Linked DNA regions of Oryctolagus cuniculus: region 2 is linked to region 1. A link is a contact called in public Micro-C data. All regions are on one chromosome and are shown on one strand. The core of a region is the stretch at or near the end of the contact, and the rest is flanking DNA. Distances in the headings are between cores, read along the strand shown.

The links. Hi-C and Micro-C count contacts between places; a contact is called where the count stands out from the background.
Region 2: a contact with region 1 is called in a Micro-C map of ear pinna, with 17 times the contacts expected there. The contact joins two enhancer-like sites. A contact is called at or near these places in 4 of 6 Hi-C or Micro-C datasets (ear pinna, psoas muscle, skin fibroblasts and 1 more).

The regions. Positions count from the first base shown.
Region 1 is chr11:106,427,451-106,431,788 of mOryCun1.1, reverse strand. All of the region lies in intron 5 of STAB2 (stabilin 2), which reads right to left. Among named protein-coding and RNA genes, the nearest start is that of STAB2, 27 kb to the right of the region's middle. Within about 2 kb of position 2,473, at least 1 of the 8 cell types and tissues checked has an H3K27ac peak or open chromatin away from gene starts, as enhancers often do.
Region 2 is chr11:106,708,491-106,712,828 of mOryCun1.1, reverse strand. The region is part of intron 11 of LOC100355689 (putative tetratricopeptide repeat protein 41); the gene reads left to right. Among named protein-coding and RNA genes, the nearest start is that of NT5DC3, 37 kb to the right of the region's middle. Within about 2 kb of position 1,813, at least 2 of the 8 cell types and tissues checked have an H3K27ac peak or open chromatin away from gene starts, as enhancers often do.

The sequences.
Region 1 (4,338 bases), core at 1,224-3,723:
CTGACGTTCACACAACAATGAAACTGCATAATGGCGCATGTCCCAGCACAGATCCATGTCAGTAAGTGACACACGACTGCATTATGGTTTCTTTTTGTGGCTGTCCACTGTTGTCTCTTCTCTGTTAAGACACTATCATGCAGTGGCCTAGTCAGTCTCATTACATCAGTCATTGCGAGTCTGAGATTATGTTTAGCTGGGGAACATTGTGCTCTCACTAGGTCAGCCACCGGCCAGCACTAGCACTTTCTCTATTCATTTATTTCTCTTCCCTGTTAGGTTAGATCTGCCTGGATTGTCTTCCCTTGCTCTGTATATGGGGTCCTCAAAGTGTTTGTGAAAAGGGCTGGCATTGTGGTACAGCAGATTAAGCCACTGCCTGCAATGCCAGCATCCCATAGGGGCGCTGGTTCGTGGAAGATGGCTCAAGTGTTTGGGCCCCTGACACTTACATGGGAGACCTGGATTGAGTTCCAGGTTCCTGGTTTTGGCCTAGCCTAGCCCTGCTCATTGGAAGATTGTGCTCTCTCTCTGTAACTGTCTTTCAAATACATCAATCTTGTATAAAGTTCAAGAAAAACATGTATTATGAAAAAAACCTACACAGATTTCAATTTTTTTATTTTGAAAGATTCAAAGCATTTTTACTTATTTTAAAATCATTTTATCTTGTATTTTTTCAAAAAATTTATTTTTAAAATAAACACATCACATATTTCTACTTTTCATGAAGGTTTTGAATCCCCATCATACTACCCTTCAATAACCTTTGTGGTACCTTTTACAACTATACAACTAAATTTTAAATAAGGCCAGCATTTGTCAAGGGCCAGGATTAAGGTGAGGAGAGTTAGGCAGGAGAAGGAAAATGTGCAGTTGAATCCTTCAACACTTAGATGTTTTGCTCATTAATTCTAATTGGCCTCCAAGAATACGCTAGAGTCCTAATCTCTAGGATCTGAGATTGACCCTACTTGGTAACAGAGTTATTGCAGATGTAAGTAGGCTGTATTGGAGTGGGGTGAGCCCTCATTCCAATGTGACCGGTGTCCCTACAATAGGAAGGGAAGGAGGCCATGAGAAGATGGCGACAGAGACTAGCGTGATGTTGCCACAACCAAGGAACACCTGAGGCTGCCAGAGCTGGAGGAGGCAAGGATGGATTCTCTTCTAGAAGCTCTGAAAGGAACATGGCTCTGCTGATTTTGAATTTCTAGCTCCATAAGGAAGCCTGAACAATTATTTAGCTTCCATGAGATTTTTGGTTCCTTCTTAAATTTTGCACCAAAGGCATGCTTCTTGCTGACCCTGCTCTAGACCTGGCCCTACACTCACCTTTTTCTAGGCATTGACTATCTACCAGGCATTTTGCAAGTGTTCTGTGTGCAATATCTAATTTGATGCTCACAAACCTCTGTGTATAAATACGTCAAGAATTAAATTGGATTTGCACCTGCCAGCCTCCTTCAGTTGCCAGCCTGCCTCCAAACCCAACTGCCATTGTTTCCATTAGAAGAAATCACGCAACATCCACCTGTGGCTGCAACTTTTGGGAAATGACAAGTTCTGGAGAGAAGCCGTTTATGGAGGGAGCCACAGTGTATGGGTTTTACTAGAGCAGATTCAATTCCATTAAAATTGCAGCAGTGGGTTTTATGGCATAGCAGGTTAAGACAACACTAAGGATGCTCACATCCCGTATTGGAGTGCTGGTTTCAGTCCTGGCTACTCCAGTTTGGTTTCCTGGTAACGCATCCTGGAAGGCAGTGATGATACCTCAAGCGTGTGGGCCCCTGCTACCCACGTGGAAGATCTGGCTAGAGTCCTGGGCCTCTGGATTTGGCCTGGTCCAGCCAAGGCCATTGCGGGCATTCAGGGAGTGAGCCAGCAGGTGGAAGACTTCTTTCTCTCATTTTTCCATTCAATTAGATGCAAACAAATAGAACATTAAACTGCTTATTCAGATCCCACCAATAGCAGACAATATAGTAGGCACTAGGTGTGTGTGTAATTCACAATATTTAAATTGAAGGAGCTCACTGTGTAGGAGAGAAGCTAGATCCTAAGAGAAACAGTGAGATTTGACATCCTAAGTGTGGTCATGCAGCCCGTGGATGAAGCTGAGTGGCATAAGACGGAGTAGGCAAGGGACTTGGGCCCTGCTCACAACTCAGATACTGACTGCCCGAGCTGTCCGTGGTGGTAAGACTGCCCTCCTAGCTGCAAGGCCCTGGCACCAGCCTCTTCCTGTGTCCTGTCTTCCTTCCAGGGCAGCCTCTGTACTGGATTAGCTGACCTGGCACGAGCTGCTTTTGGGAGTTTGACACTGCATTGCAGGGCTGCCAGCCGATGCCAAGGAAGTGTCCTTGGGAAGGGAAAGCAGCAGAGGAATTCCCAGATGGTCCTTGAACGGGCCATTGCTACTTTGTGAACTGGCCTCAGCAAATCTCCAGAGACATGTGAAACTTGGACCGTGTGACACTGAAGTGGTCCAAGTCGTGACCATTTTGGCCAGAGGGGTAATAGTGTACATGGTCCCAAGACACGTTCCACGGCAGGAGCCAACTGCTGGCTCTTCTGCAACTTTGTAACATAATTGTTGCCCACATTGCTAGCTCTTTAGTCTCAGGGACCTAATCTCTCCCTTGTACAATCCCCATCAGCCTTCTAGGGGCTGATATGTAGTAGGCACTCAGAGGCAGGATGGTGCAGTGTTTGAAATCCTAAGTGCTGGAATCAGACACCTGGGGGCAAATCCTGCTTCTGCACTTGTTCCAGCTGCATGGCCTCGTGGAGTGACCTCTGCCTTTTGTCCACAGAAGGAGTGCTCCCACTTAAGTTGTAAAGAACACCCACAGAGTATGGAGACTGCCTGGCACACAGTAGGCACTCAGTAAATGCTAGCTATTCTGTTGGACTGATTTGGGAGCCATGTCAGAGAAAATGGGCTTTGCATCCTGTGTTAGCTGGGGGCTGGGCACTGAGTAGGGTAGGGATTTGGCATTGGCTGGTGCAGCTCTAAATCATCTCCAAACCAATAAACAGCCTGGTAGGAGAATGCTCCAGTGGCAGGGTAAAGTCATTGTTAAAAATACACTGCACCTAATGGAGCCATCTCAGGTCCAGGCAGAATTGCCACATGCTAGGGACCGATATCACATTAGATGAAGCAACACTGGCCCCTAGTGGACGCCTGGCTAAAAAACACTCACAGGTTCTAGTTCTTGCCAATGGGAAATAAGCAGCCATTACTGACTCCCTCACCGGTTCATTCCTTCATACATTCCTTTTTGCTTGCTGGTGGATTGTTTTTGTTGTCACTTAGTTCTTGCTCCCCTCGATTGCTTGTGACATGCTGCTGTAAGCTTTGTTATGTTGTCAGCCCCACGAGGCAGGTGTTATTCCTTCCGGTTTACAGCCTAGGGAGGTTAGGTCCCTTGGCCTAGGTCACGTAGCAATTGTGGTGCTTCTCAAACTCAGGCCAGTCTGACTTCGCAGCCTGCCCACTTCAACCACTCTGTGTTAGGGCTGTGCTAGCCACAAGCCAGGTGTAGCTATTTGGATTCAATTTGTATTTATTAAATTTTAAGTTCAGTCCCTCAGTTGCACCAGCCACACCTCGGGTGCTCAATGGCCACACGTTGCTAGTGGCTACCATGTTGACTGATGCAGCTACGGAACATTTCCAACATCACAGGAAGTTCTGTTAGGATCTGGGTTGGGGAAATATCCCCCCCACCCCAAGCTCTCAGTTTAGGTTTCCAGTTTCCTTACTTAGAAATACAGAGTTCTAAATCATCTTTCTCCCTTTCACTTGGCCTTTCTCCATGGCACAGACAAATGTGAAGAGAGGCTACTTTCATGGTCTGGGAATGTTCAGACTCTCTAGGTGCACCTGTGTTCACCAGTCATCGACGCCTGTCTGTTAAAACAACCCAGTTCATCTTCTTCCCAAACAATTCCTCTACTTTCTTGGGAACTAAGCAATGCTAGCTCTCTTCTTTCTCTTCCCATTTCAGTATTTACTAAATATAATTTAATTCTAGCATTGTAGTAGGGAAGGGCCAATTCAGAAGCAGACATGTCATTTCTAAACTATCAATTATAATTTCTTACTGACTTCAATTTCAATATCTTTTTTTTTTTTTTTGACAGGCAGAGTCAGAGACAGAGAGAAAGGTCTTCCTTCCGTTGGTTCACCCCTCAAATGGCCGCTACGGCCGGCGCTGTGCTGACCCGAAGCCAGGAGCCAGGTGCTTCCTCCTGGTCTCCCATGTGGGTGCAGGGGCCAAGCGGTTGGGCCATCCTCCACTGCCCTCCCAGGCCACAGCACAGAGC
Region 2 (4,338 bases), core at 564-3,063, 280 kb before region 1:
AGGTTGCGTTGGAAGCGGAGAAATAGAACTAGAAACAGTGCTCATATCGGGTGCTGGTATCTCAACAGCTGACTTAACCCAGTGTGACCTATTGCTGGCCTTGGAAGCTGTGTTTTTAACCTATGCCCCAAACTATATTTAATGACAAAAAAGCACTAAATAGATAGAAATCATTACAGAATTAATGAATACACACAACTGTAACTTTGGGAGAAAAAAAAGTTCATAAACAAAAAGGAAAGTACAGTGGTGGATTGAAATGAATTAATAAAAGACTGGTCAAAGCCTTTGTTTCAACTCTCATGAAGATGTTGGGGAAGACTGGTTTATTATCTTGTCCCTATATTGATTCGCTTTTCCTCAAATACGAACTTTTGGTTTTGTTGAATTCAATGAAAGTTTCACTCATAAAATATAACTGTAAGATTGCTTTAAGATAACATTTGTTGCCTTTAAAGAACTGTTTTAATTTTCACTGATTTCAATAGTTTGTGGATTAAAGGAAGTATAACCAAAGACAAAGTTGTTCTTATTTTGAAACAAATTCCTTAAAATTTTTTCTTTTCTTCTAAAGATTTATTTTATTTATTTGAAAGGCAGAGTGACAGAGTGAGAGTGAGAAGCAGTAAGAAAAAGATAGTCCATCTCCTGGCTCACTCCCCAAGTGGCCACAATAGCCAGGGCTGGGTCAGGCCGAGTTATGAGCCTGGAACTCTATCCAGGTGTCCCATATGGGCCACAGGGCTGCAAGCACGTGGGCCGTTCTTTCCCTGCCTTCCCAGGTGCATTAGCAGGGAGCTGGACTGGAAGTGGAAAAACTGGACTGGAATTAGTGTACCAATATGGAATGATGGTGTTGCTGCAGGCAGTGGCTTAACCCGCTATGCCACAGTACTGGCTCTAACCTTCACATTTTCCTAAGATATTACCCCTGCCCTCATCAATACATGTTTATGGAAGGGCTTCTATGTAAAAGGATTCATGATACTCAACATTGCAACTCCCTTTACAACAGAGACAGTGCTTATTTACCAATTTTTACATCTTCCATGAGATATTCTAATCTGGGGGTACTTGATAAACAAATCAACAAATCCATTTGGTCAGCAAATTAAATTCCTTTATGTCCTTAGAAGGTGGTACAGAGTAGTGACTGGGACCTGGAGTGTTTTCAGGCTGACCCAGATTTAAACCCCAGCTCTGTCACTTACTGCTTCTGTGACCTTTGCAGGAATTTTAACCTCTGTTGCCCTACTGAGTTCTCATTTTTAAGGATTCTAATGTCTATCTCATGGGCCATTGCCAGGGTCAAATAAGAAAATGCAAAAATCCCTTACGTGGTATCTGGCACACAGTGAGATCTTAAGTACTAGAAGCAATTTTGTTATTGCTGTCCTTGGGTTATAAAATGCTGAGGCCTAGGTTAGAAATAGTGCATTTAATTTAAGCTCTTTTGACCACTTGTTCATTTTTTAGGGAGTAGAGTGGTTTCCTATTATGACCGTGGAATCTTTCCCTGCCACGATCATTTCCCCCATGAGGTCCACATTTCCTCTGTCTAATGTTTGTCTGGAAAACACAGTTATTTTATTAGGTCCTCATCAGCTGTCTGATTCTAGCCAGTCGCTCAGTCATTCACTCAGGGAGCACTCACTGAAGGCTTTGCCTAGGCTGAGCAGAGTGTGGAGGTTTGATAGCAGGCAGCGAGGTGGCCAGTTCCGTCCCTCATGGAGCTCGCAGTGGCACAGGACTCACTGTCGGTGGAGAAGCACAGACTGAGCTGTGTGGTCTTGAAGGGGTGGGGCTGACTGGGGGAGCACGCCAGCGCTGAGACATCCAGCAAGAATTCCCAGCTTCTGCAGTCTCTTTCTGGAGGCATCAGTCTTGTGATTCAGTTCTCAAAATATTTTTGCAACAGTTCTTTGGGCCTAGCCACCACGGAGACTATTGAAAGAATTTTCTAGGCTCTGAAATTATATAGCTATTTTGGGCAATAACAACTCTTTTGAAATATGTGCCTAACATTTTCAAGTGGGGAAATCTTGTTATACTCTGTCTTATACCATTTTTATAATTTCTTGAGACCAGCTTGTTTTATTTTTTATTTTTTTTTGACAGGCAGAGTGGACAGTGAGAGAGAGAGACAGAGAGAAAGGTCTTCCTTTTGCTGTTGGTTCACCCTCCAATGGCCGCCATGGCCGGCGCACCGCACCTATCCGAAGGCAGGAGCCAGGTGCTTCTCCTGGTCTCCCATGGGGTGCAGGGCCCAAGTTCTTGGGCCATCCTCCACTGCACTCCCTGGCCACAGCAGAGAGCTGGCCTGGAAGAGGGGCAACTGGGACAGAATCCGGCGCCCTGACCAGGACTAGAACCCGGTGTGCCGGCGCCACAGGCGGAGGATTAGCCTACTGAGCCACAGCTCCAGCCAGAGACCAGCTTGTTTTAAAATTGTATGCAGTGGTTTGCAAATTTCATTCCCTAGGGAATACTTGGCAATGCTAGAGACATTTTTGGTTGTCACAACTTGGGGTGAGACTTGCTGTTGGCGTATGGCGGGTAGAGGCCACGGATGCTGCTAGCCATCCTCTAATGCACAGCACGAGGTGCACAGCACAGGGCTCTCGTTCCCCAAACACCAGTGGCACTGGTTTTGAGAAATTCTGACGTAGATGGTCTGTTTGTTCAAAAGGTCTCATTTCTTCCCTGCAGTGTTTCGCAGTAGGTACACCAGACAGCCTGAAAACCCAAGTGCACATTTGTTTCTGCACTGAACACAGGCGCTCCTGCTGAGAAAATGTGCAGAACAGTGTTTTGGAGATTGGCAGGTCTGGGTTGAACTCCCTTGCCCTCCTGCTGATTAGTCACATAAACCCGAGCCATTTATTTAGCCAAATCGAACCTTGGTTTTCCCATGTAATAGAGGAGTAATGAGCTCTACTTCCTAGGGTGGCTGTGAATATGCAGTGAAGTCACACTTGGCAAGAGCTTAGTTTCATCAGTGCTCCAGAGGTGGTGGCTACATAGACCTGAGAGCCAGTGTGAAGTTGGGTTGTGACTTGCAGTCGCTGTGAATGTCCACACGTATTACTCAGTGCCACAGAGGGTCTCTGTCCTCAAGGAGTGAGTAATCTGGAATAGGAGGAGGGGAACAGAAGCTGACAATATGGGGCCACATTTACATGCTGACTGGTGTTACTGGCAATGTGGACAGAGGATCCAAGAGGTGGACTGGCGCTGGGTTAGACGTCTGTCAGACTCCCTGGGGGAGGCGCTCTGCCTCTGTCTCAGACTGATGGGAAGCATGGCTGTGAAATGGGGAAGAATCAACGAGACCCCAAGAATCTGAGCCTGGTTGACAGAGTGGGGAAAGCCAAAGAGTAAGGTGGGTTTGGGATGGAAGATGGTGGGTTTTAGAAATTTTGAGTTTCAGCTCAAGAAAAATATTCAAGTGGAGTGTTCAGCCAACTGAGGGAAATCTAAGGTTGGTGATCGAGAGCGAGACCAGAAAGGTGTCTGCACACCTGGGAATGCTGAACCAGTGGCAGGAGACAAGAAGAGCTCGTGAAGGAGGGAAAGGTTGGAAGAGAAGCAGGCTGAAGTTTCCCCCAAATCAAGGAGTGAGTGGCCAACGGCACCCAGTGCTGGACAGTGAGGCCTGGAGAAGGCCCTAAGTGAGTGAGTGGGGCAAGGGTATGTGGGAGAAGCCGGAGTACAGGGCTTTCAGAGGTGGGTGTGTGATCAGGAAAGGGAGAAGATGCACGCACTGAGACAGATTTGAGAAGTTTGACAGTAAAAAGAAGAAGAAAAGCCAGGAGAGCATTGGGTGGGGGTCAAATTTGGCCCAGGATATGTGCGTTTGTGTGGAGCTGGAGCTGGAGTTGACTCTAGGACAGGGGCAGGCTGGACATTCCTGCAGAGATTCTGAGGACGCAGGAGGGCCGGATATACAGCTCAGGGCCAGGAGTGAGTCCTTGGGAAGGGGCTTGGGCACCCCTTCCTCTGCCAATGGCATGATGGAGATTAGTGGAAACACTGATCACTTGAAATGTAAAAGAGGGTGAATTAGATGTAGCTGAGATGGTTGGTCATTTCTCTGTCTCTGTTCCCCTTTTGTTGTTGTAAGTTGTATGCCCCTCCTCTGAATTTTAGCCTAGCAGATGGCTGTATGGAAAGAAGGGGGCATTTCCCACATTTCCATAGATATGAATTTATGCCCAAGTTTTTTTTTTTTTTTTTTTTTTTTTTTTTTTTTGACAGGCAGAGTGGATAGTGAGAGAGAGAGACAGAGAGAAAGGTCTTCCTTTGCCGTTGGTTCACCCTCCAATGGCCGCCGTGGTT